Regions from separate parts of the Mus musculus genome. Here regions 1, 2, 4, 5 and 6 are each linked to region 3. A link is a contact called in public promoter capture Hi-C data. All regions are on one chromosome and are shown on one strand. The core of a region is the stretch at or near the end of the contact, and the rest is flanking DNA. Distances in the headings are between cores, read along the strand shown.

What was found. Promoter capture Hi-C pulls out the DNA fragments that hold promoters and counts their contacts. Capture Hi-C pulls out chosen DNA fragments and counts their contacts.
Region 1: a contact with region 3 is called in a promoter capture Hi-C map of liver, with 4 times the contacts expected there. The contact joins the promoter of Simc1 here to the promoter of Txndc15 in region 3. A contact is called at or near these places in 1 of 39 promoter capture datasets (pre-B cells), 1 of 484 Hi-C or Micro-C datasets (B cells) and 1 of 9 other capture datasets (liver).
Region 2: a promoter capture Hi-C map of adipose tissue shows a contact between it and region 3. The contact joins the promoter of Nop16 here to the promoter of Txndc15 in region 3. A contact is called at or near these places in 3 of 39 promoter capture datasets (cranial neural crest, pre-B cells and second pharyngeal arch cranial neural crest), 1 of 484 Hi-C or Micro-C datasets (B cells), 3 of 115 datasets of contacts at active chromatin or transcription factors (bone marrow-derived dendritic cells, extraembryonic endoderm stem cells and microglia) and 2 of 9 other capture datasets (adipose tissue and liver).
Region 4: a promoter capture Hi-C map of liver shows a contact between it and region 3, with 2.9 times the contacts expected there. The contact joins the promoter of Rnf44 here to the promoter of Txndc15 in region 3. A contact is called at or near these places in 2 of 39 promoter capture datasets (cranial neural crest and pre-B cells), 3 of 484 Hi-C or Micro-C datasets (B cells, CD4 T cells and CD8 T cells), 2 of 115 datasets of contacts at active chromatin or transcription factors (bone marrow-derived dendritic cells and thymic regulatory T cells) and 2 of 9 other capture datasets (adipose tissue and liver).
Region 5: a promoter capture Hi-C map of liver shows a contact between it and region 3. The contact joins the promoter of 4833439L19Rik here to the promoter of Txndc15 in region 3. A contact is called at or near these places in 5 of 39 promoter capture datasets (cranial neural crest, embryonic stem cells, hematopoietic stem and progenitor cells and 2 more), 2 of 115 datasets of contacts at active chromatin or transcription factors (bone marrow-derived dendritic cells and extraembryonic endoderm stem cells) and 1 of 9 other capture datasets (liver).
Region 6: a contact with region 3 is called in a promoter capture Hi-C map of liver, with 7 times the contacts expected there. The contact joins the promoter of Cltb here to the promoter of Txndc15 in region 3. A contact is called at or near these places in 5 of 39 promoter capture datasets (the C10 cell line, liver, maxillary cranial neural crest and 2 more), 1 of 484 Hi-C or Micro-C datasets (CD4 T cells) and 2 of 9 other capture datasets (adipose tissue and liver).

What each region holds. Positions count from the first base shown.
Region 1 is chr13:54,502,377-54,506,549 of GRCm38.p6, forward strand. Simc1 (SUMO-interacting motifs containing 1) reads left to right here and starts at 1,429. Exons shown (of 10, transcript NM_176987.4): 1 at 1,429-1,628. The coding sequence starts at 1,500. LOC115486438 (a long non-coding RNA gene) reads right to left here and starts at 1,938. Exons shown (of 3, transcript NR_168901.1): 1 at 1,393-1,938.
Region 2 is chr13:54,587,580-54,591,854 of GRCm38.p6, forward strand. It overlaps Nop16 (NOP16 nucleolar protein), which reads right to left and starts at 2,495. Exons shown (of 5, transcript NM_178605.4): 1 at 2,282-2,495; 2 at 2,084-2,192; 3 at 1,019-1,088. The coding sequence starts at 2,388. Higd2a (HIG1 domain family, member 2A) reads left to right here and starts at 2,652. Exons shown (of 2, transcript NM_025933.3): 1 at 2,652-2,840; 2 at 3,145-3,568. The coding sequence starts at 2,687. The coding sequence ends at 3,311.
Region 3 is chr13:55,712,009-55,716,069 of GRCm38.p6, forward strand. It overlaps Txndc15 (thioredoxin domain containing 15), which reads left to right and starts at 2,642. Exons shown (of 5, transcript NM_175150.3): 1 at 2,642-2,836. The coding sequence starts at 2,770.
Region 4 is chr13:54,685,024-54,689,192 of GRCm38.p6, forward strand. Rnf44 (ring finger protein 44) reads right to left here and starts at 2,785. Exons shown (of 11, transcript NM_001146026.1): 1 at 2,471-2,785.
Region 5 is chr13:54,563,256-54,567,462 of GRCm38.p6, forward strand. 4833439L19Rik (RIKEN cDNA 4833439L19 gene) reads right to left here and starts at 2,127. Exons shown (of 9, transcript NM_133797.4): 1 at 1,927-2,127; 2 at 1,260-1,366; 3 at 930-1,017. The coding sequence starts at 957.
Region 6 is chr13:54,608,739-54,613,236 of GRCm38.p6, forward strand. Cltb (clathrin, light polypeptide (Lcb)) reads right to left here and starts at 2,635. Exons shown (of 6, transcript NM_001347512.1): 1 at 2,340-2,635. The coding sequence starts at 2,526.

The DNA of each region.
Region 1 (4,173 bases), core at 179-2,678, 1.2 Mb before region 3:
TGCCCAACAGGCCAGTGATCTCTCTCCTTCCCTTCCCTCCCCTTTCCCTCTCCCCTCCTCCTTTTCCTCCTCCTTCCTCTCCCTTTCTCTCACCCTGGCTGACCTTGGCCTTTCAAGAGCTAGGATTCAAGGCAAGCACCGTGATGCCTGACTCAGAGCAGTGAACCTTCAAGTGTGTTCACCAGACTCTAAGCAATGTCAATATCACCTAGAAACCTGAGAGAAATACCAATTTGGGGCTCACTCCCAAAACTCAGTTTCTCAGTCAGAAACACTGGTGTGTAGTCCTGCAAACTTTATTATACACTCTCTGGCTGATTCAGAAGTTCACTAAAGATTAGAAAACACTGCATCACACGCTGCTTAGACAGCACACAACAGCTTTGCCTCTAGGAACTCCCCCCTTTTTGTTAAAGACATTTTATTATTCTATTTTTTGAAGTTACTTGAGCATAAGCAGCAGGGTTTTGTCAGTATTGCACATTTTTAAAATAGCCATGGGCCCTATTTTGATTTAATGTCCCTACCCTTCAACAAAACAACCAAAGAATTCACTACTTACCCATATTTCCCTCTGATGGGGATACAATTTTATCCCTATATTTTCTGCTTGCTCACAGCATTGGAGTATACGGGCACTCTGGGACCTCATAGCTCTCTGTATGTGCCTTTTCAGTGGTTTCTGTCAACTAGAAACTCAACAAACTCTTACATCTGACAGTTTAAATTCCTGCGACACGTATTGTTGGTGAAACCGCAAATCGGCACAACTTAAGACAATTTGGTACCATTTGTCAAAATAACAATAAAAACATAGATTTGATCCAATAAACCTGCTTCTGGGAATTTATCCCACGGATTTACCTGCACACACAAGAGTGGGTATCTCTCCCTTATCTCAGCCAGAAGCCCCAGTCAATAAAACCCTAGGTTCAGGTTACCCTTTTCAGCCCCTCAGGGCTTCTTTAACCCGAAGGCGTCACTGCTCCTTCTGCCAGGTGCAGGCTCCACTACCGGGTCAATTAAATGCGCTATCAGAGGCTCCATCAGCTCACTCCAGTCCTCACACCTGCAGCCAGGGGCTCGTCACCAGCACTGCCCACTGTGATCGGTTGAGAGCGGCGGCGGACAACCTCTCAACCTCAGCGTTTTTCAAGCCCGCCGACCATGCGGCCCAGCCCCTCGGTTCTATCCCTCCCTTTCCCTCTCTTCCCTCTCTCTCCTTCTCTGAGGGAAAGGGAGCCTGGCTCCTCCAGGGTTCTGTGACACTGCCCTGACCCGGGCGCGCGGCTGCCCCCGAGATAGGCGGGGCTCCGAGCGGGACCGGTCCTCTGGAGGCGGGGCGCGGTGGGGGCGGGGCAATGGAGGGGGCGGGGCCGGCGGGGTACTAACCCCGGTGTCTGCGACGCCTTCGCTGCAGTCGCTTCAGCAGCTGGAACCGGAGTCGGAGTCGCCGGGGCCGCTCGCCGCTCGCGCGTGGCTCCGCCGGGCCCGTAGCCATGGAGGACTTTATCGTGATCTCCGACGACAGTGGCTCCGAGAGCTCGGCCGGGACCCGCTCGGGCAGGGCGCGGAGGCTGCGCCGGGCCCTGTCTCGGACCCCCGGCGCGCTGCCCCGCCGAACCGTGGTGAGTGAATCCACTGCCGCTCGCCACGCCCGACGGGAGCCGAGCGTCGCCCCCTCGGGGCCTCAGCGTTGCGACCCTGGCTCCCCGCCGCCGTGTCTTCCCGCCTTTGGCGGCCTCGGGCCTCGAGGAGCTCGGTGGCGCCGCTGGCAAGGCAGGCCTCGGGCTGGCCAGCGCTGAGCCCTACAGGGTTGTGCTGCGGAGCCGGCCGAGCACATGGGCGACACACTGAGCACCAGTGCGAGCTGCCAAGCGGTGGCCGGCGGTGGCCTCCGGCCCGAGCTGGCTCCAGAGCTTTGGCAGCGGGAGGAGTGGGGGGTCCTGGCCAGGCCGCAGCCGCCACCCGGACCTCGAGGCGGGCGCGCGGGAGCGCGTAATTGTTTGGCTTATGATGGGCACAGATGTGTGCAAGGAGGTAACAGGAGCCCCGGCTGCGAGCGAGGGAAGCGCCGCCCTTGGCATGGTGGCGGCTGCGCTGCAGGGCCTAGTTCTTGAGCTAGGGCCCCGATTTTTGAGTTGTGGAGAAGGACAGTTAATTTTGCTTTGCAGATGCGAATCACATACAAAGCCAGGGGGCGGGGCACTCCCACCTTTGTTTTTCCTTCGGTTCTTTATCTTTGTCCCTGCTCCTGAAGTGATGGAATAAAAATATCTGTGGTCTCTGGCTTTCTAGAACTCTCCACAGAAATTTAGTGACCTGACCCCTACCATGATCTACATGCTGTGGCTTCAAAAATCAAGGGATCCTTCTCTGTTCTTCCTAATATGTGTCCTAAATCAATGTCAGCTACTCTATAAGCGTGTAAATCACATTTTGAGTGCTCATTCATTCTAAGTTGCCTTTGGGAAGTCTTCCTACACCCAAAGGTAGGTGTCTTAGGATTACTGTTGCTGTGATGAAACACCATGACCCAAAGCAACTTGGAGAGAAATTGGTTTAGTTTACACTTCGCTGTTCATACTAAAGAAGTCAGGACAAGAATTCAAGCAGGGCAGGAATTTGGAAGTAGAGGTTGTGCAGAGGCCGTATGGTGAAGCGATGCTTTCTTTACCGGCTTGCCACCTCTGGCTTGCTTAACCTGCTTTCTCACAGAAACCAGGACCACTAGCCCGGGGTGGCTCCACCCACAATAGGCTGGGTCTTCCCACTGCAATCACTAGTTGAGGAAATGCCCTACAGACTTGTTTACAGCTGGATCTTAGGCTATACATTTTCGATTGAGGTCCCTTTCCCTCAGATCACTGTAGCTTGTTACAAGTTGATGTAAAACTAGCTGGGACAATATGTGTTCTCTCTCTTTAAGAGAGGAACATAATTTTTGCATTTTTGTATTATCTAGCTTGTAAATATACCTTTATAGCTAGTTTATCTTTCTTCTTTTTTTCAAGACAGGGTTTCTCTGTGTAGCTCCGGCTGTCCTGGAACTCATTCTGTAGACCAGGCTGGCCTTGAACTCAGAAATCTGCCTGCCTCTGCCTCCCAGATATTGGGATCAAAAGCATGCGTCACCACTGCTGGGCTGCTAGTTTATCTTTTAACAGTACCTTTATTGTGGTGTGATTCATCCATATAATACGTTGGGTTGTACAACGTTCATAGTTACTAAATTGTTTACTTCACTCTGATAGGAAACCTTGTTCTTGAGGTCCACAAACATCTTTGGAAAAGTGACTTTTCACCTCCTTGAATTATAAACGTAATTTTAAGTAGAGATATAAAAAAAATTGCTGTTCCATGTATATAGTAAGTATCCTGGCACATGGTAGTTTATCAATTTCATGTTCTGACATTTTTAAAAAAATGATTCAGCTGAGCCTGTTTGCTCTTGCTAGTGAAGACAGCGATGGGACTGTCTGTAGAATAAGTTCCTTACAAAGGAATATGTGCTACCCCAGTTTTTAATTGGGTTTTCTTGATAGCTTTTTTTTTTTTTTTTTTTTTGTTCTTTATATGTTGTGGATAGTAGACTTCTATCAAATATGTAGTTGTTAAAAATCTTTTCCTGCCAGGCTGTGGTGGCATATACCTTTTATTCCAGGGCTTGGAGGCAGAGGCAGCTGGATCTCTTAAATTCAAGGCCAGCCTGTTGTACAGAAGGAGTTCCAAGACATCCAGGAATACACAGAAATCCTGCCAGCACTAAAAGTGTTCTGTTCAAGAAGTCTCATCCTGTGCCAAGAAATTCAAGGCACTTCTCTTCTATTCAATTCAGTATATCTGGTTTTCTGTTGAGATCTTCAATCCATTTGGAGTTGACTTTTGTGCATGGTTGTAAATGGGAATGGATCTATTTGCATTTTTCTACATGTAGCCGGCCAATTTGACCAGCACCATACATATATTGATGTCTTTTTCCTAGTATATATTCTAGCTTCTTTATCAAAAGTCAGGTGTCCTTAGGTGCGTGGACTTATGTCTGGGTCTTCGATTCCATTCCATTGATCAACTTGTGTATTTTTGTGCTAATGTCTTGTGGGTTTTAGTACTATAGCTCTTTAGCACAACTTGAAATTGGAAATAGTGAGACCTCCCGCAGTTCTTTTACTG
Region 2 (4,275 bases), core at 1,245-3,744, 1.1 Mb before region 3:
AGGGTGTAGGTCCCCTCGTTGAACTGTCGAAAATTCTAATGTGAACCAGCCAAATAGAAGACTCAAAATAATTTCATGTCAAGCATCTGTCTATTCAAATCAGGAGATGTGAAAAAATAAAATCACCTGAATGGAGGTATGGCTATAAGGCTGAGTGTACACTTAGCATTCAAGAGGCCCAGGGTTCAATTTCCAACACACAAATAAAAAATGACAAGGGGCTAGAGAGATGGCTCAGCAGTTAAGAGCACTGACTGCTCTTCCAGAGGGCCTGAGTTCAATTCCCAGCAATCAGGTGGTGGCTCACAACCCTCTGTAATGGGATCCGATGCCCCCTTCTGGTGTGTCTGAACACGCTACAGTGTACTCCATATGCATACAATAAAAATAAATTAATTAAAAAAAATACACACACACAATAAACCTACAACAGGTAGGGAAAAGGTTAGGCAAGGATTCAAGAATATTCTCAGCCCGGTGTGGTGGCGCAAACCTTTAATCCCAGCACTTGGGAGACAGAGGCAGGAGGATTTCTGTTCGAGGACAGCCTGGTCTACAGAGTGAGTTCCAGGACAGCCAGGGCTACACAGAGAAACCCTGTCTTGAAACAAACAAACAAACAAACAAACAAACAAAGAATATTCTCTTTCCTGCAGGGTGTGTGCCTCTCTCTACAGCAGGAACACATGGGGAGTAAATGTATCACTGGACAGACTAAATGACAGGCCAAGCTCTCGAGTCATGAGAAACTGGGCACAAGCCTGAGACCTTCTTCTTCGTCCTTTCAGACACCCAGTTCTAGCTTGTATGAGCGTCTACTACCTTAGTTCATCCATTGAAATCTCATCAATATTAGCTGGAAAACAACTCAGCCAGGGCACAGTACTACTTGTGAACCCTGGACTTCTTCGTTTCTCTCTCTTTGAATCTTGGGCTCTCTGGCTGTAGAGTGAAGAGTCAGAGTGCCCTTTCTACATGAGAGAGGACAGGACGGTAGAAGAACACAGCCCACACTCACCATTTACCACATAGGGCTTCCGTACAAGATCCCGGGGTCGCTCCTCCGTGTCTACCTCCATGGCCTTTACCTGTAAAGAACAGGTTTGAGACCAACAGACAAGCACCTTTGGTCAGAGTTTGACCAACGTTAGGGAAGGACATTCCCTATGGAAACACAACTATGTCTTGTATCAGAAAATCCTTGCCCAAAGTCACTAGAACCAGATCACACCACACACGGTATGTTCATGCTCACACTCACATGTCATACCACACACAGTATGCTCATGCTCACACTCACATGTCACACCACACATGGTATGTTAATGCTCACACTCACATGTCACACCACACATGATATGTTCATACAGTTGCATATGACACCCACAGTAATATTTTTAACAAGCAATTCATCTTTCTGCCTATATCTATGCTTTCCTTACTCTGCTGTGTAGTAGCACCACAAAAACCATGTGCATGAAGAGCGCTTTATAAGTTACAGGGAGCCATGTCCGATAGCTTCTTCATGGGGAGGACTTACCTGCCAGTGCTTAGTTATAATTTTACTAAAAAAAAAAAAAAAAAAAAAAAAACTCTTGGGGTAAGCCGGGGGGTGTTGGTGCACGCCTTTAATCCCAGCACTTGGGAGGCAGAGGCAGGCAGATTTCTGAGTTCGAGGCCAGCCTGGTCTACAAAGTAAGTTCCAGCACAGCCAGGGCTATACAGAAAAACCCTGTCTCGAAAAACGAAAAAACAACAAAACAAAAAAAACCCCTCAAGCTCTGGGGGACAGAAAAAGATACATTCTAGAAAATTCCACTGACCTGAGAAGAAATGGTAAGCAGAGGAGGGGGCGTGAATAAAGGAGGTCGTTAAAGGTCTTTGACCAGAATTAGTGCAAGCAAAATGACTTTATCACAAATATGGGAAGTAAGTGTGTGTGTGTGTGTGTGAGAGAGAGAGAGAGAGAGAGAGAGAGAGAGAACAAATTCTGAAACTCTGCTCAGTGAAGGAACGTCAGGTGGGAAGGAAAATAGGAAGCGGCTAGTGTGGAGATGGGGAAAGTGCTTTGCGTTATCAGTACCTTCTTCTTACGGAGGGGAACCGCCTTGTTGGGGTCCATGGCCAACCCCATCTCCGCCAGGTTCTGCCGCACGGATTTGGTGTGGTCCCAGGCATGTCGTATGTGGGAACTAACATCAAAGAGAGAGAGAGAAATCGAGATTCTGTCACCTCACCTTAGATCCCAGCCCAGGCCCCCGCCTCCAAACTGGCCCCTCACCACTCAATCCGTGGCGCTGCCTTCCGACGAGCATTCCGGTTCAGACGCTTTCGGTTGACGTTGTAACCGAACTTCTGCCTCCGAGTCTTTCCCTTAGCCTTGGGCATCTCGCTAACTGCCCCAACAGCAGCTCAAACCCTTGAAACAGCAGCTCAAACTCAAGAACCACGCTCTCAGAGCCGCGTGTTAATAGTCTCCGTCCACCCGTGCGCGCAAGGATTCTTGGGAAATGTAGTTTTAGTAGTTAGTGCCTCCACATTCACTTACTACAACTCCCAGAAAGCAACGGGCAATGGCGCCTGCGTGCTACACTCAGCAAGCTATTTCCCCGCCCCGTAGTGACCTCATCAGAAGGCGGGGTCCGGTGTCCGGATTTGTGTCCTACCTATTTCTGTGCTGGTGGGTATGGCGGCTCCCGGTCCTGTGAGTCCAGAGGCGCCTTTTGATCCGTCCAAGCCCCCAGTTATCGAGGGCTTCAGCCCCACGGTCTACTCCAACCCAGAGGGCTTTAAGGAAAAGTTTATTCGCAAGACCCGTGAGAACCCAATGGTGCCTATAGGTAAGTGTGTGCTGTAGGAACGGAAGACCGAGAGGACAGCGGTTTCGTAGGGAAAGGAAATAGGGGTGGATCAAGTAAGCCTGGGGTTTGGGAAGGGGAGCGGACCAGAGGTGTGACGAAATGACGGTGCGGGGTGGGGGGTGACTGAAACGAATCGGAATGCATTGCGGGGCTTGGGACTAGATGAAGCAGACTGTAGAACTGCCCTCCTGTTGTGGCTCTGGGAAAGCTGGGACGGGCTACATCCTTAAGGGACCTGCAGGACCCGACCTGTTGCCTCCCGCGTGTGTTGTCCTCTCCCCAGGCTGTCTGGGGACGGCGGCTGCCCTCACCTATGGCCTTTACTGCTTCCACCGCGGCCAGAGCCACCGATCCCAACTCATGATGCGCACCCGGATCGCTGCACAGGGTTTCACGGTCGTAGCCATCTTGTTGGGGTTAGCGGCATCTGCTATGAAGTCTCAAGCCTGAGTATAGCCGGGTCTTAAAGCGCCATGGAAACCATTACAAAACCCAGGAACAACAGACATCCCTGTCAGACTTGCTCCCTCCGTTTCAGACCGGACCTTATTGTCATTTGGGTGAGGAAGTGGCCGATTTTGTAACTGATTTGCGCTTCCACCGCTGCCCCCTCCCGCTCCCAAAATCCCAGGTTCATTTCAGTTGGGTTGCATGCTTCTATTTGTGATGCGTCCCCTTAATTACTTAATAAAAGCTTATTACACTTGTATGTGATGAACTATTTCTTAATCTCATTCCTACGATCAAAACCATGATTTTTCCTTTAAATTTTTAAGAGGGAACAGGCTGTCAGTAGGACTGGCCTTTAAAAATCAGCTAGGTCTGACAGTGCATGCCTATTGCCTTAACTGTTCTGAAGGTTGAGGGAGAAGAAAGAATCTTGCCTGACTGCACATGACTTCAAGAGTTCAAGATCACCGGGCAGTGGTGGCACATGCCTTTAATCCCAGCGCTTGGGAGGCAGAGGCAGGTGGGTTTCTGAGTTTGAGGCCAGCCTAGTCTACAGAGTGAGTTCCAGGACAGCCAGGGCTATACAGAGCCTGTCTCGAAACCCTGTCTCGGAAAAAAAAAAAAATGCAAGATCACTCAGTAGAGTAACTTAGACTCTGTATCATTTAAAATGGCCTGAGGGTACAGCTCAGCAGTACAGTACATAGTGATTGTGAGGCCGGAGGTTTATTCTCCAGTTGTGAAAGAGGAACATAGAGCCTAGTGCTATCCAAACTTTCCTCGGCACTGTCAAGTTACTTGGGGCACTGGTTAAAAGTAGAGATTCCCAAATGTTCATTCTTGGGATTCTAATTCAGTGAGCTGTTTGATGTAATACGGGAAAGTTTGCCAGCAATTTCCAAGTTTCTGTAGCCTGTAGATGAGGCCTGTCGTGGTCCTGTTGTGAGTCAGGATGTTCAAACAC
Region 3 (4,061 bases), core at 1,392-3,891:
TTCCAGTAACCAAGTAAGGCAAAACTCTTGAAGCTTATAATTAACCAGTCAGATTTGTGTATCAGTAAATCCTTAATTTATAAGAAGCCAATACAATAATTTAGAACCAATTGATAATGATAAAAGCTTTATCCCAGTTATTCTGATCTTATGATATCATAACTACCTGTGGCTGGGTAAAGCCATGGCTGGTTTATGTCCTCCATTCTCCTCCCTCTTTCCTCCCCCAGACTCTGTGTCTCTGCAACTCTTAGTGCTGCCTCCCTTTTCCTTGTCCAACCACAGGCCTTCTGCTGCCCTAATGTGATTAGGCAGGGAAAAATCCTGCAACAGTCCTGGGTTCCGTTCCTGGCACCCACAGCAAGTAGCTCACAGCTGCCTATGGCTTCAGTTTTAGAAGATCCAGTGTCATCTGGCTTCCCTCAGGCATCTACATGCCTGTGGTGCATTTAAGTACATGCAAACCCACATAAATCCATTTAAAAAATAAACCTGAAAACACCGTAACTAGAAACAAATCCTATGAATCATGCATTTGCGAAGAGCTTAGCGAGATGCCCCTTGTTTCTCAAGAGAGCTGGCACAGGCTGGTAGTGACAGGGAGCCTTACTCTTTATTTTATTATTATTATTATTATTATTATTATTATTATTATTATTATTATTTGGTTTTTCGAGACAGGGTTTCTCTGTGTAGCCCTGGCTGTCCCAGAGCTCACTTTGTAGACCAGGCCGAACTCAGAAATCTGCCTGCCTCTGCCTCTGCCTCCCAAGTGCTGGGATTAAAGGCGTGCGCCACCACCGCCCAGTTACTCTTTATTTTTGAGACAATTTCACTATCTCTCCCTAGATGGTCTGGACCCTGTATATAGACCAGGTTGGGCCTGTAACCCTGAGATCCTCCTGCCTCTGCCTCCAGAGTGCTGAGATTAAGATTTATTTACTTTTTTAAAAAAAGACTTACTTATTATATGTAAGTAGACATCTTTAGACACTCCAGAAGAGGGCACCAGATCTCATTACAGATGGTTGTGAGCCACCATGTGGTTGCTGGGGTTTGAACTCGGCCTTCGGAAGAGCAGTTAGTGTTCCTAACCGCTGAGCCATCTCTCCAGCCCACTAGCTTGCTCTTTATGGTTTGCTCAGCCTGTTTTCTTATAGAACCCAGAATCAACATGCCTGGGTGGCCCCACCTACAATGGGCTGACCCTCCCACATCAGTCACTAATTAGGAAAATGCTCTGTAGGTTTCCTACAGCCCCACCATATGGAGGCATTTTCTCAGTTGAGGTTCCCTCCTCAGATGACCGTAATTTCCCATTTTGTCAAGATTGTAGTAAAAATTAAACTTTTATTAAAATTTTTTATTTAAATAAAAATTATTTACATTTTATGTTTCTGGGTGCTTTGCTTGCTTGTATATATGTGTGCACAGTATGGTACTGATGGAGGCAGTACTGGATCCTAGGAGCTGGAGGTGAAGAAGGCTGTGAGCTGCCATGTGGGTGCTGGAGATCAAACCCTGGTCCTGTGTTCTTAATGAGTGAGTCACTCCTCCAGGCTCAGGCTCTGAGCTTTAAATGCCAGACACTTACAGGACTTAAGTACTCAGGTTAGAGGCACATGCTTTGGAGTTTGAGTGACAGTGGACTAGTACCCAGCTACTAAGTTACTAAGTATTACAGCGTCTTGACTCAGATTGCCAAGACCTTTGGTTCATAACCCTTGGCCTTCTTCGAGAGCAGTATGTACTCTTAATCTCAAAGTTATCTTCCCCTCTCCCCTCCCCCTTTCTGCTCTCATCTCTTCAACTCCCTTCCCCTCCACTCTTTTCTCCTTCCTTTTCCCACCTCTCATTTTTGAGACAAGGTCTCATTCTGAAGCCCAGGCCAGTTCTGGAATTCATGATGTAGCCCAGACTGGCTTGGAACCCACAGTAATTCTCCTGCCAGAAGAGGGCATCAGATCTCATTATGGATGGTTGTGAGCCACCATGTGGTTGCTGGGATTTGAATTCAGGACCTCTTGAAGAGCAGTCATTGCTCTTAACTGCTGAGCCATCTCTCCAGCCCCCCTAAGTGTCATTATCTTAGGAGTCCCAGTGTTAAAACCAACCAACCAATTTGCCAGAAGTAGCAAATTATAGGATAGACAGTTACATACACACATACAGCAGTTATGCGAAGTTCAAATTTTTTTTTTTTTTTTAAAACTTCAGTCTTCGGACCTTCGGAAGAGCAGTCGGGTGCTCTTACCCACTGAGCCATCTCACCAGCCCGCGAAGTTCAAATTTAACTGGATCTATCCTCTGTCTGGCAACACAAGCTAGTGCAACATGCTGAAGTAATACATCAGACTATCTGTGATTTCCCAAGGTTCTGTCCCTCCTCCATTGTGCACAAGTTTCTTGGCCTTTTTGTCTCTTGAAATGAAAGGTATTAACTCCGCACACAGGTTCAGTACGTGTCGCAAGCAGCGAGGAGTTCTCATGGGAATGGCTATTGATGGCTGCTCGAATCCTACTTTGATACTTGTTCCCCAAAAGCGGCTTCCAGTACAGGTCGCACAGGCCTGGCTAGAGGCCGACCGCCCGACTCCAAGATGGCGTCTGCAGCGTCGGCCAGGAGTCAAGATGGCGGCCCGCGGCCACGCCTGCGCTCTGGGCTCTCCTCCCCGTAGTCTCCCTGGGGCGGGGGGTGCGACTCCGGTTGCCGGTGCGCCGATTTTCTTCCACCGCGGTGGCTGTCGCCGCGGCTCCCTGTCGCGCGCCATGCAACTCCTCTGCTGGTGGCAAGTCCTGCTGTGGGTGCTGGGCCTTCCGGCCCACGGCCTGGAGGGTGAGTGCGGATCGGGGTCCGGCGAAGGCGGCTGCGTGGGGCGACGCGCTGCCACCCGCGGGCGGTGCGGGACGGTGCGTGGCGGTGGGGGTGCTGGGCGGCGGAGGCCGAGCCTGCCCAGGCCCCTCGGCGGGCCTGGCCCGATACCCTCTGCGATGCGCACTTTATGATCAGCCGTCAAACGCAGACACCTGACTTTTGTTGTGTCCTGATTAGAATCCCAGAGCTCAGATCTCCTCCAGTCCTTCCAGCCGCCGCGGGAGACTGCTTCCGTTAATACCTTCATTTCACAGGCTGGAGACGAGGAGGCTCGGAGGGAATAAGCTATTTGCCTGTTCGCACTTAGTAGTAATATCAGAGCCTGAGGTCTCTCCGACTTCAAAGTTCACGCTGGAGTTCGCTCTTGCTGGGCCACTGTTTGAAAGTGGCCACTCTAGATTAGTTGGGATCTGTCTGAAGAAAACACCAAAAACCAACATCAGATTCCTGGGGCCCGTGTTTATGTGGGGACCCCTTTAAGTGGGTAAAGGAGCCACTCTGTGCTAGAGTGGGGAGCAGAGAGAGGCCTTCTTAGTTCATGGCTCTTTTATCCACTCCTATTAAAAGACCATTTCTTTCTTTCTTTTCTTTTGGATTCATTTATTTATTTTTAGTTGATTAGTTAGTATTTTTTTGAGACAATGTTTCTCTCTGGAACCTGGCTGTCCTAGAAATTACTCTGTAGGCCAGAGATCAAGAGATCTGCTTGTCTCTGCCTCCCGAGTGCTGGGATTAAATTCCACCACTGCCTGATTTACATCAAACATTTTTTGTTGCTATTGTCCTTTGTTTTGAGACAGCTCAGACCGACCCCCCCTCCCCCCAATCCTCCTGCCTGCCTAGGGCTGTTTCCATTTAGGGATGCCCAACCTGGAACTGAGACTCAGGACCTAAATCCTCTTTCAATATTATGCAGCCATAGATGAGGGCCTGAGATGGAAGCCAGTGTCTGTCAGATCTCACAGCCAAAAATTGAAATTTTCAATCTATTTAATCACTAGCCTTTAAAATGAAGATGTAAGTGGGGCAGTGGTGGTGCACACCTTTAATCCCAGCATTTGGGAGGCAGAGGCAGTCGGATTTCTGAGTTCGAGGCCAGCCTGGTCTACAAAGTGAGTTCCAGGACAGCCGGGGCTGTACAGAGAAACCCTGTCTCGAAAAACCAAAAAAAAAAAAAAAAAAAAAA
Region 4 (4,169 bases), core at 1,535-4,034, 1.0 Mb before region 3:
ATGTCAAAGCTAGGAAATGGGTGGCTTCAAGCCTGTCTCTACAGCCTGGTGCTCACAGAGGAGGGTATCTCAAGGCTCCACAGAGACTAGGAAGAAGCTTTCAGCTGGCAGCATGCACGGCCTGGTACACACCCATGTCTTGTAACCCCAGAGCAGGTCCAACCTCAGGCTTCTGCAACTAACTCAGTCAGGATGAAGCCTTGGCAAGGAACACGCTGAAACCCATCAGGCCCTGCAACACTGAAGAGTGTATCACACTGGACTAGCCAGCCTTGTGCCACAAGGTGGTCTTTTCACTCTTTCTCAGCCAACAAACCTATGGTCATCTGATGTCCAGTTTCAAATGCTGCCCCCTGCTGACACAGCAAGGGAGGGCAGTTCCAGTTAAGCACCTCAGCTGGTCCTGCAAAGGTCAGAACCATTTCCTCTACCCAGGACTCGCCAAGTTTGGGCCCCAATTCTCCAAGTCTGCAGGGAAGAATGCTTCCTCCACATTCCCCAACAGTGCCTGGCCTCAGCCACAGACCTGGGGTATACCAGCTGGATTCACTGCTGTTACTGACCGGCTCAGGCACTCAGCAGGAGTGGGATTCAACTGAAGAAGCCTCAATGACAGGGTGTTGTCAGAGTAAACAATGGGAGGTTATAATCACTCCCCCCAAATCTTAGTCTCTGAAATGAGGCTAAAGCATACAGGAATGGATGGATGGATGGACACACACACACACACACACACAACCCAACTGCATTTGCTCTCCCTCCTCAGTCAGAAAATGGGCCTTCTCTCCAAGATACCCTGACACATAGGCCCCCACTTTTGAGATTCCAGGTCAGGGAAAACTCAAATACCTGAAACAAGATGCCTGGCCTATCCCAACCCAGCAGACAGAAGGACATCTAGTGGGAAGCAATGGAGCCAAAGGTAACAGCATCACCCCCAACTTCTTGCCAGGGTCTTAGGCCCATCACTTCCTCTCCTTGAACTTCAGATTCCTCCTCTGTAAAAATGGGAACCTAAGAACGATCTCTCAGGGACCCATCAAAGGCTACTTTAAAGGGAAGAGAAGAGGCAGCCTTAAGTGAAGGCCAGCTGTGGTGTGAATGGTTGGCCTCCTCCTGCACCCCTACCCTAGGTAGACACAAGTCCCTAAGCGCTAAAGGAGGCACGAGCATGGTGTCCAGCAGTGTACCTGAGGAACAGAAAGGTGGTTCTTTAACTCCTGCCAGAAACTAAAGTGGTAAAGAGGGGACACACCCATTTCAGTTACTGAAACCCCAAGGACTTGTTCTAGACCACGGGGAACACAATTGGTCCTCCTGGCTGGTTCCCTAGACCCAAAGCCCCAGTAGTCTCAATGACAGTGGTCGGAGGGAAAACTACAGAGTACTTCAGGAGCCACGTGTGAGATGTAGTATCTTTATGCGTGAGTAGTGTCCCAGAGACGCAAGAGTGACTGAGCTGGACCAATCAACACACTCAAGGTCAACCAGCACCACTGCTTTCCCACACCTCTCTTCACTGTACTGCTCTCTATCCATAAAGTTTGTGTAAACTCCCCTAAGTCTATCTCTTGTCCCCATGGGTCCACAACCCCGCCAGCCAAGTACAGAGTCCCAAGCACACATTCTAACCCTTGAGTAGAGTCGAATAGGGTCGGTTTGCAGAAAGATTCACTCCCTCTAGCAGACGAGCAGGCTTAGGTGGGAATACAAGTTCCCCTACCCTACATGCTCGCCGTACCTCCCTCTAAGTAGGAGCTTCCCAACTCCCACAAAGGCCGAGGAGGCGATTTAGGGCGGAACCACCACACCTTGGCCAGCTTAGACTCCCTGGGTGACCTTGGTTAAAGAACCCCTTTAGTTTCGGCTAAGCCTTATTAACAATAGAGACTGAAATCTCCCCAGGGCGCCCCTAAAAAAGCCACAGACAAGAAACTAGGTGTTCACATTATGGGGAAGGAAAACAAAGTCCCAGAGGATAAGGCTCCTCCCCAAAGCAGGCCGTGGGGCTCCAGCAGTTTTCCAAAGCTACCCCTCCTTGGGGATGGGACCGAAGCTCGTACACCTGTCTCAGGAGGGGCCTCCGTTGTTCCCCTTACTCCGTAATGCCGCACTCGGAGGAACACTGAGGGGAAAAGGCAGGCAGCACCGCTGGGGCTAGAGCGCTGTGACTTTAAGAGCCGAGGATCCCGGACCATGTGCTCGGCGTGAGACAAAAGCAACAACAAAGGAAGTGGCGGCTGCAGGGGGAGGGGTTGGCTCCTTCCCCTCCACCGCAGCGCTCTGCAAGGCAGAAGAGCGGCCCGGACTAGGTAGCCGCAGGCAGCACCTGGCCCGGGGGCCCCGCCGCCGTCTCCCACCACTCCCTCAGCCCGGGATCGACGCCTACGAGGCCGGCAAACAACGCGTCCCCGAGGGAGCCGTAGTTCCGGGGTGCGGGTCCGAAGTTAAGAGGCCCGGCCCGACTCACCGGCAGCCGTCCGACCACACGCGGGCTCCTTTGTTCGCGATGCGGGGTGCGGACGGTGAAGCGCCCGCTCCTTCGCGAGCCTGCTCTGTCTTCCGCCTCCCCAGCCCGGGCCCGAGAGAAGGGCGGCGCAGGACGCAGCTGTGCTCTCCGGCGGGCTGGCCCTTTAAGAACTGTCCGCGGCGGCCGGATGGAACCAGCCCCACGTTTTGATTCACAACATTCGGATCGGCGGGGGCGCGCAGCGCGGGAGGCGGCTCGCGGGGGCGCGCCAGGACGCGCAAGCAAACAGTAGCGGCAAGAGCGGACACCCGCCCCGCCCCGCAGGCCCCGCCCCGCAGGCCCCGCCCCGCGCCGCGCGTCGGCCAATCGCGTCCTGCGGGCGGCACGTGACTAGCGGGTCGCCATCTTGAAAGGCTGGCTAAAAAAGCCTCTTCGCCCCCACCTCATACTTCAAAGCCCACAAGGCCGAGTCGCAGGTGATGAGCGGTGCGAGCCCAGGTACGGGGACCGTGGCACGCACTAACAGGTCAAGGTTACCTTCTTAGGGCCGCGGCCTCTGTGGGGCACGCAGCCTCTCACGCAGCCGAGGTGAGAGGACCGCTCTTAGCTCGGCAAGCACACTTCCCGGAGATGACGTCACCACAAGCCCGGCAGGCCTGCGATGACCTCATAGCTCACCTCGCCTCTCTACTCGCTCGCTTTCTGTTCCGTTAGACGGCGCCTTTAAACAGCTGGGACAACCCAGGGCTGAAGAGACCAATGACTGAGGAGCCATGCAAATGATTTAACGTCTCCTGGGTAGGGGGATTGGTCTTGCGCGTGCTGACGTCACAGAAACATCTCGGCACCCCGCCCCTAGCGCGGCCCGGGAAAAGGGGTGGAGAGGCTCTAGTTCAGCTGAAGTGGGAAGAGTTGGGATCTCCTGAACCAGGCCCAGGGAGGTTTCTGCAGTTTAGTTCTCTAAGCTTCTCAACGACTGAGAGCCTAGGGATCAGGACAAGCAAGCCACTGTACCGGAAAGAAGAGTCACTCCTCCAGGACCGGCGGATCAATAGTTCGAGAACAGCCTGGTCTACATAGCTACAGAGACCTTGTCTTCAAAATACAAGCAACAAAAATATCACACACCCAGATAGTAACACAGCTGAGGCGAGAGAGGGGGCAGACGTCGGTGTCCCCTTAGGATGCCCCCCCCCCCCCCGGCCAGGCAAACATACAAAGTGGGGTATGGTGTGTCTGCATCGATTATATAAGCAGAACATCACCATTACCTAAAGCACTCATGTCTACTAGGCCGGTCTGTAGTAACTGGACTACTACAGAGTCCACCAACCCAGAACAGGATGTCAGTAGAAAATGGCAACATTTGTTAAACCTCTGTGGCTACAGATGGGTGACACTCTGTACTTTGTGGATGCATCCCATAATCCCAAATATTTAAAAAACAAACCAATTTACTAACAAGGTGTAACAATATTATCAATTTCAACTGAATATTGTATCAGCATACAGTGGGAAGTGATTTGGGAAAAGACACAGGAATTCTCATTAGGGTGCACCTGTTCAGGAGGGCAGATTTGTTTTTTGAGACAGGGTTTCTCTGTATAGCCCTGGCTGGCCTCAGAAATCCACCTGCCTCTGCCTCCCAAGTGCTGGGATTATGCCACCACTGCCCAGCAAGGAGGGCAGATTTTTAAAT
Region 5 (4,207 bases), core at 877-3,376, 1.1 Mb before region 3:
CTAAGCACTACCACACGGCTAGCAAATGCGCAGGAGACACTGAGCCAGGGCTCACTCCTTGCTGCCAGCTACAAAGCCTTAAGCTCATGAGCACACACATAGCTCTGCATGGTGACAAGGGCGTTAGAGAGTCCAGTGTAAGTGGAAGACACACGTGATGGTAGAGACAAATGGTATTAGGGTACATGGAGGAAGCTTCCATTAACCTGCCTAACTGGGGAGCGACTTCAAACAGTGTCTAACACCTTGTCCAATGGCTTCATAAAGACAATAGTAATAAAGCCGCTGGCATCTACTTTTTTTTTTTTTTTTTTTGGTTTTTCGAGACAGGGTTTCTCTGTGTAACCCTGGCTGTCCTGGAACTCAGAAATCCACCTGCCTCTGCCTCCTAAGTGCTGGGATAAAGTCGTGCACCACCACTGCCTGCCCAAAAACTTTTTTGAGCCAGGTGCAGTGTACATGCATTTTAATCCCAGAACTCAGGAGGCAGAGGCAGGAGGATCTCTGTGAATTCCAGGACAGCCAAGTCTACAAAGGGAGACTCTGTCTCAAAAAAAAAAAAACAGTAGATGTAGATTTAGCAGCAACTCTGAACTTCACTTATGATTTCGCCTTTAAAGACAGCACTTGGGAGGTAGAGGTGGTAAGATCTCTGTGAATTCAAGGACAGCCTGGTCTAAATACAGAGTTTCAGGACAGCCAGAACCACACGGAGAAACCCTGTCTCTGGAAAAACAAACAAAAAGTGTTTACTCTTCACAAAAGACACTTATGGCAAGAGGCTGTAAGCCAAGGTCAGGGTGTATACCACGGCTGAGAAGGTGATGACCTAATACTAAAGAAGATCAGTACTAAGGATTCTGAGAAAATAAGCTCTCTGGGGGATGTGGGTGGGGGTACAGACTTAACCAATAAGAACTTAAGTTTACCAGGCACTTCTGGTTGTCTTGAAGCCATTGAAAGACAGGGATCCAGGTGTTTTTTTCTATACGTAATTCGGAGCTGAGTCCCTTCCACCTAATAAAAATAACATAGGGCATTTTCTTATGTTGCACAGCAGAGGGTCATTCCAGTGCTCTGACAGACACGCAGAGACTTATGGCTGGTAAGTAAGGTTGACACATACACACGCTAGAACCAATGAGTGACAAACACACCCCCGGAAGGATAAAGTCCACTAGTTTGCCAGTATCCTATGGCTGGCTCCTCTGAACACCCGAGAGGAGAAAGCCAAACCTCAGTTTAGACAGACACCTTACCACAGTGAAATGACGCCGGACTATGCAGACAGACAGATGTTAATGAGGAGCATTGCCCAGCTTCTGCAAATTAGCGAAGCTTCTGAGGAAGGGTCCATCCAGAGGCTCTAAGTAACAATAAACAAGCAAGGTTGGTACAGCGCCCCTAAGTCCACCGAACATCCGACCACTCCCCAGCCGGATTACATAGCAGCCTTTCCCCTTGGCAGAAATGAGCTATGCCAGCATAGAAGACCAACTCGGCATCACTAAAAGTCATCGCATTCTCACACAACCCTTGTCTTGAAAACAAACCCGCGGCGCTGCACAGCAGGCATTATTGGTCCAGATTTTTGTTCAAGTTCACTGCGGTCCTAGGGACATCCGCAAGCCAGACACACGCCCTTTCCCTCTCCCTTAGCGACCCCAAGCCCACGACTCTCTCGCAGGAGGTGCAAAACAAAGCCTCTGAGATGTGTAAAGCCAATCCCGACCTTCCCACGGTCCCACCCCTCAAGGCGAAGCCGGCTGGTTCGCAGCGAGCAGATGCTCCGAGGCTCACTGTGCGGGTCTTTCTGGTGTCCCTCGAGCCCCGCTAGGGTGGAACAGAGCCCCCCTCCAGGCCCCCCAGGCCGCGGCGCCCCGGAACTCAGGCTGCCCCCAGCTCCGCCAGGCCGCGGTCGGTTACCTGCTCGCCCGCCGCCTGCGGCCCGACTTCCCGCACTAAAGAGGCTCCGAGGCTCCAGATGGCCCAAGAGGCTGCTGGGCTGAACAGAGCAGAGCCATCGTGAGAGCGCGACGAACGCTCCCCTACGGAGGACAGTCGCCGGCCGGCAACCGAACCCCCAAACCACCCCGAGACTGTCGCAGGTCGCGCGAGACCTGACTCGAAGATCCGCGGGGCATGCTGGGAGTTGTAGTCCGAGATCTGAGCGTGCCTCCGTACCCACCACCACCGGAACACCTCCCTGTAGGTTGAACTCTAAAAGGGAATTCCACGGGGTTCCCAGAAAGGAGGTCACCTGTTTCCAGCACTTCCTCTGCGCTTTTTACTTGATTACAGAATTGTGGCACTTGGAGGCTGAGGCAGGAGCATTGCCTGAATCAAGGAGTGTGGTGGGGGCTGAGGATGAGAAGGGGGGAAAGAATGAAGATTGATGGCTGGAGATGGTTCAGTTAAAACAGTAATTACTGCACTTGCAGATGACCTGGGTTTGTTCCCAGCACCCAGGTTTGGTATCTCACAACCTCTTGTAGTACAGCTCCCAGGGTCTGCTGCCCTCTTCTGGCTCCCAAGGACACCGCAGTCGGTCTCCCATTCCCACATACTTGAATTTAAAGGGGGGAGACCCATCCCCCACTTTGCCAGACTCTCATTGCTTTATCAGGAAAGCAAGCTCAGGCAGCCTGTTAGCAGGTGGTGGCTTCTTGCAGGAAGCTGCAGATGTGGCACACAATAGACTTTACCTAGATTGGAAGACTCCACCCTAGGTGGGCTAGCCAACTGTGGCAGAAACAAAGTCTGATTCTGCCTGCTCAAGGCTGGGGGGAAGGGCACAGTTCAATGAACCATGAAGCCAGGTAGGCGCCTTCGTGGGTCGTGACCCACAGGTTAAGAACCACTACCATACCTCCCACACACAGAGAGGATCTGATAGTTAATCTTTCTCCCTTTAATTAGCAGTGGAGTCAGGCGGGCTCCACACTAGTACAGGACTAAATACAGGAGCATCCGCCTCCCCGGAAATGGATAATAACTATGAGAAAAGTGGACCTGGAGAGGTAGCCACTCAGAGGTCTCAAAAACACTTCCCTGCTCTGCTCCATGAGAGAAAGCTGAAAACACCCACACTCAACTCTGCTCCAAGTCCAAGGTTCACTGTCCGCTCAGGAAGAATCGGAGGGTGTTAAAAGATGGGAATACATTTGACTTTGCTTGCATTCTGTTAGGACCAAGACTGGGCCAGGAATTCATGTCTTCTGTAAGCTGTATACTTCATTTGTGAATAACACACTTGATTTGCAGTGTGACACTTGAAAAAGTATTCCCAGTGTTTTTACTTTACTGCTCCTGGGAGGAAAGGGTGCAGATCAATTCTCACATAAAAGGTTAAACATGGGGACGGAAGTGAAGGCTCCTCAATGGAGAACACTGGCTGCCGTTCCAAAGGACCCAGATTCAATTTCCAGCACCCATAGGACAGCTCACAGCTGCTTATCACTCTTCATCCAAGGGGTCCAATGCCCTTTTACAGCCTCAGCATGTGAATGACAGACAGGCACACATCTATGCAAGCAAAACAAACACAGGGCTGGAGAGATGGCTCAGTGGTTAAAAGGACTGACTACTGTTCCTAGAGGTCCTGAGTTCAATTCCCAGCAACCACATGGTGGCTCACAACCATCTGTAATGGGATCTGATGCCCTCTTCTGTTGTGTCTGAAGACAGTGACAGTGTATTCACATACATGAAATAAATAAATTCTTTAAAAAAAAAAAAGACAAACAAACACACACACATTTAAAAAACAAATCTTTTATAAGGTTAAAATGTCTTTTTTTAAAAACAAATGAAATATTTTGAAAATATCTTGTTTTAAGATTTATTTATTTATTTTATGTATGTGAGTACATGTGATTGGCTACTATTGCAACTGGTAGATCCTGAGAGAGAAACCGAGGCAGGACAACCAGGAGCAAGAGACCTCAGGTGGCAGTGAGCACATTGAGAACGGACTCTTAGGAGAGAGCTTCAGTGAGGCAGCTCATTTAATGGAGGGAATAAACGCTATTTAAACCTTCGAGGGGATGGAGGCTTTCAGGGTGAGTGAACATCATTGGCCAGGGCCAGGGTGCTAGGGATACCTCATTACCATGAGGAAGGATTCCAGGTGCTACTGTGCGGCTGGACATGACCTTATAATGGCTGTCTTAGTCAGGGTTTCTATTCCTGCACAAAACATCATGAC
Region 6 (4,498 bases), core at 1,385-3,884, 1.1 Mb before region 3:
GCCCAGCTAACGGGTGTGAAAGTGTAGAGCATTTGGGCACTGCCCAAGGCTGATGAATGGAAACAAAGTATCCGCAGCTCAGGCCGGCTGCAGATCCGCCCAGAGGGAAGGCTCAGTGGGGTTCCGGTTCAGGCCTACGCCAGACACAGCTTTCCCCAGGCCCCCCTGAGAGCCAGCAGCAGTGAAGCGGCATTGAACTTGGCTCGAGAGCTGCTATCAGAAGACCTCATTGTCTCTGGGAGGTGACTCAGAGGTGTGCATTGGTGGCTGCTGTTAGAACTAGCTTCTTTCCAACTCCCAGAATTGCCCAGACAGTTCACCTCAGACCACCCAGGCTCCTATCATTCCCTGCAAACGCAGAGGAGGATGGGTACCTCCCACTGTCTAGGCTTAGGAGAATCAGGTCTGTTCTATTTATGCCTGAACACCCGCTGAGCTCCCCTCCTGAAGCACCTCCTTGTTCCCCAAACTGCCACTCAGAAGGGCAGCTGGGCACCTGCAGCTTGATGGAGTCCGGGAGACCCTCAGAGGGTCAAGTCCCTGGCTGCTTCCCTAAGGGTTATCACCACTGTCTCCCTCCCGGTTATCTCATATCTAGGGCTAGTCAGTGCCCTACCCACCCAGACTGTAAGTCCCTAGGAAAGACTACAACTTGCAAAATCCCAGGCTCCTGTGGCTATCCTCAGCTGGAACTGCATCTGTCTTTCTCCTGAGTTGCTAACAACTTGGGACCTCCTAATGAGGGAAAGGACTGTTCCCAAGGGGTGACCATGGACAAGTGAGTTCCATACAGGAACTTAGGAGGTTCCCAGGGACAATGAAGGGCTGAGGGACTGAGAGCTGCTATTTCAGAGCTGCATGGCTGGCTTGGATAGGCCCCTGCTTCTCCCTGCTGTATCCAATCATCTCCTAAGGAGACCAGCACAGCTGCCCTTTGGAAGATCATAACTAGGAGGCCTGAAATCAAGCCCCAGACCTATCACTCACGGCTGTGTGGCCCTAGGCAAGACATTCAAACTCCAGTTTTTTCTTTTTAATTATTATTATTTATATTTTCTTTACTTGTGTGTGTTTGTGTGTGTGTGTGTGTGTGTGTGGTGCAGGCATGTATGCGAGGTCGGGGGGACAATTTGTGGGAGTGAGTTCTATCTACCGCCATGAGGGTTCCAGGGCGTGAGCTCAGGTGTCACCAGGCTGGGCTGATTTACATTTACTTGACAAGCCATCCTGATAGCCCCTCAAACTCCAGTTCCGTGTATGTTACAAAAGGCTTATTACACTTATGTCAGAGTTTCTTCAAACGCTGGGCCATAGATACAGTTTCTTCCTTCTGTGTTCCCAGTGGGGACGGCAACACAGCAAGTGTGGAAGGAAAGAAAGATGAATGTATACATACAATATTTATTTCCAACAGGACCATTAAACCTCTTTAACATGACACCAAAAAATAACAAGGTCTACTAGGAGGGTCACCATGAAGGTCCATATTTGTACTAAATATTTAAATATATTTATAAGAAATTGTTCCTTGGGGCAGAAGTATCAATGATAAACATAACAATGCAGGAAAAAGGTCCTGAACCCTTATGTCTGAAGCCACACGCAGAGGTCCGGGCCACCTTTGTAAATCCACTAAACAAACAGTTACAAACAGGAAGGGCACAGCTCTTGGCCATTTGTGCCCCTGCCTAGACTTACAGTCGGGCCCATGAAGGACTGTGAGGTCTGGACAGGAAGAATTCAGCATCCGAAAGAAGGGGTTGAATTCTTTATTGCTACTTCCTAGTTGTTTTAATAGTGTACCCTTTGAAGCCAGTTCTAAAATGGGTTCAGTAACGTGTATGAAATTATTATATGTAATTAACATTGTCTCCCGCACTGCTGCAGGACTGCAGGTGATCCCCAAAGGATGAGCTGCGAGTTCTCTGAGCGCCCCCTGCTTCCCTGCAGAAAGGAACGCTAACGCTAACGTCAGGAGGACGTGTCCGTCCCACACCTGTATCACTTAGCTAGGACACTGGGACAGTCTCAGAACTGAGCAGGGGGAGGGTTCCAGAGCCAGGGTGGAGAAGCTGGCCTGGGGATGAAATGTCATGACTAAATTCCTGTCCCCAGAGTCAGCAGATCCAGTCTCAGCGCAGATTCCAACTCATCTCCCGGCTCCTTCCTCTTTTCCCAGGCCTCACGGATACACACAGCCCCCCGAGGTACCCTTGGTCACCCTGGATAGCCGGACTCAGAGTACAGCAGGGACCCAGGCCGGGTCTGACCGAGACTGGGCCTCCCGCCCCCGGTGGTGGCCTCAGCCTCCCCGGTTCCAGGCCGCTGCGCTGACTCACCCCCGCTCGCGAGTCCCGGCTGCGCAGAGGCCACCTGGCTGGCGGCAGGTGCCCCGAAACCCGGGTCATTCTCGATGCCAGCAATCTCGCTTTCCTGCTGGGCCAGGAAGGCGGCCGCTGGGTCCTCCTCGGCGGCCTCCGGGGCCCCGCTCTCCGACGATGAGAAGAAGCCGAAGTCCTCAGCCATCTTCCCCGCGTGGCTGCTGTCACCTCCCGCCCGCGCCCGCGGCCCGCACTTCCCGTCACCCGCCCGGCTTGCCTGTCACTGCGGCTGCAGCGGCGGCGGGAGGAGTCGCGGCGGGAATGCGGTGACGTCAGCGGCCGAGGGCGGGGCCCGCGGGGCTGGGTGGTCGCCCCGCCCTCGGTTCGAGCCCCCGAAGCCCACCTTCGGCTCCAGAGCGTGCCAGCAGCACTGGGCTGGCACCGGGTGCATTGAACCGAAAAGTTTCTCCCAGAGCTGATTTTGTGAGCTGCGTGATACAAGAGTACTCTTCCTGCGTAGGAGGAGGGAGCTGAGGCTGGGAAAGGCTTGAGTGCCAGGCGCGCACAGCAGAGCCTTGTTCTCTCAGGACTGAGTAAAGCATCCCGCCGCCCTATCTGTGTGATGAGCCCCTGAAATCAGGGACTGTTCCTCTTTCTCCCTGTCTGGTGACATTGATGTTCCTTAAGGCAACTAACTGGCTGATTGTTTTGTCTTTCAATTTGAGCTCTTTCTCTAGTTCTTAGAGCAGAGGGTCAGTTTGTCCCATTATTGGTTAGGTTCCCGTTGATTACTCAGTACAGTACAGGTGGAGCCTGCTTTTTTCTTTGGTAATTAATATACGTATTGTGACAGCAGATTGTATGCCAAACTCGCATTGCACATTGCAATTACTTTCGCGGTTTTTGTTGTTGTTGTTTTGTTTTTTAGTAGCCTGTTTGACCTCAAATTCTTGTATAGCTGAGGCTGGCTTCAAAGTAGTGATTTTTTTTTTTTTTTTTTTTTTTTTTTGTATTTCGAGACTGTTTTTCTGTATAGCCCTGGCTGTCCTGGAACTCACTCTGAAGACGAGGCTGGCCTCGAACTCTGAAATCTAACAGCCTCTGCCTCCCAAGTGCTGGGATTAAAGGCATGCGCCACCACTACCCGGAGACCTTTTTCAAAAATACAGTATCTTTTTTGGTTGTGTTTTTGTTTTTCAAGACAGGGTTTCTCCATGTATCCCTGGCTGATCCTGGAGCTCACTCTGTAGATAAGGCCGGCCTCAAATTCATAAAGATCCACATGTCTCTGCCTCTAGGATGCTGGGATTAAAGGCGAGCACCACCACTGCCAGGTGAGTACCTCTCTTTTAGTCTTTGTCAATTTATATATATATATATATGTATATATGTGTGTGTGTGTGTGTGTGTGTGTGTGTGTGTATATGTGTATATATATATATATATATATATACATATACATATATATATATTATGTATACAGTGTTCTGCCTGCATATATGCCTGTAGGACAGAAGAAGGCACCAAGATCACATCACAGATGGTTGTGAGCCACCATGTGGTTGCTGGGAATTGAACTCAGAACCTCTGGAAGAGCAGTCAGTGCTCTTAACCACTGAGCCATCTCTACAGCCCTCTTTGTCATTTTATACAAACAAGTAATGCATTTTGAGCATATGCTCCCCCCTCACATATCTCACGCCTCCCAGGTATCCCCTCCCTAACAGTTCCCCTCCCCCACTTGAAATTTTTTTATTTATTTATATATTTATGTGAGGACACTGTAGCTGTGCAAATGGCTGTGAGCCTTCATGTGGTTTTTCAGAATTGAATTGGTTTAGGACCTCTGCTCCCTCTCCAGTCAACTCTGTTCACTCAGTTTTTTGGTTTTCCGAGACAGGGTTTCTCTGTGTAGCTCTGACTGTCCTGGAACTCACTCTGTAGACCAGGCTGGCCTCGAAATCAGAAATCTGCCTGCCTCTGCCTCCCAAGTCCTGGGATTAAAGGCATGGGCCACCACTGCCCTGCCCAGCAGATTTATTTATTTATTTTGGTTTTTCGAGACAGGGTTTCTCTGTGTAGCCTTGGCTGTCCTGGCACTCACTTTGTAGACCAGGCTGGCCTCGAACTCAGAAATCCGCCTGCCTCTGCCTCCCGAGTGCTGGGATCAAAGGCAT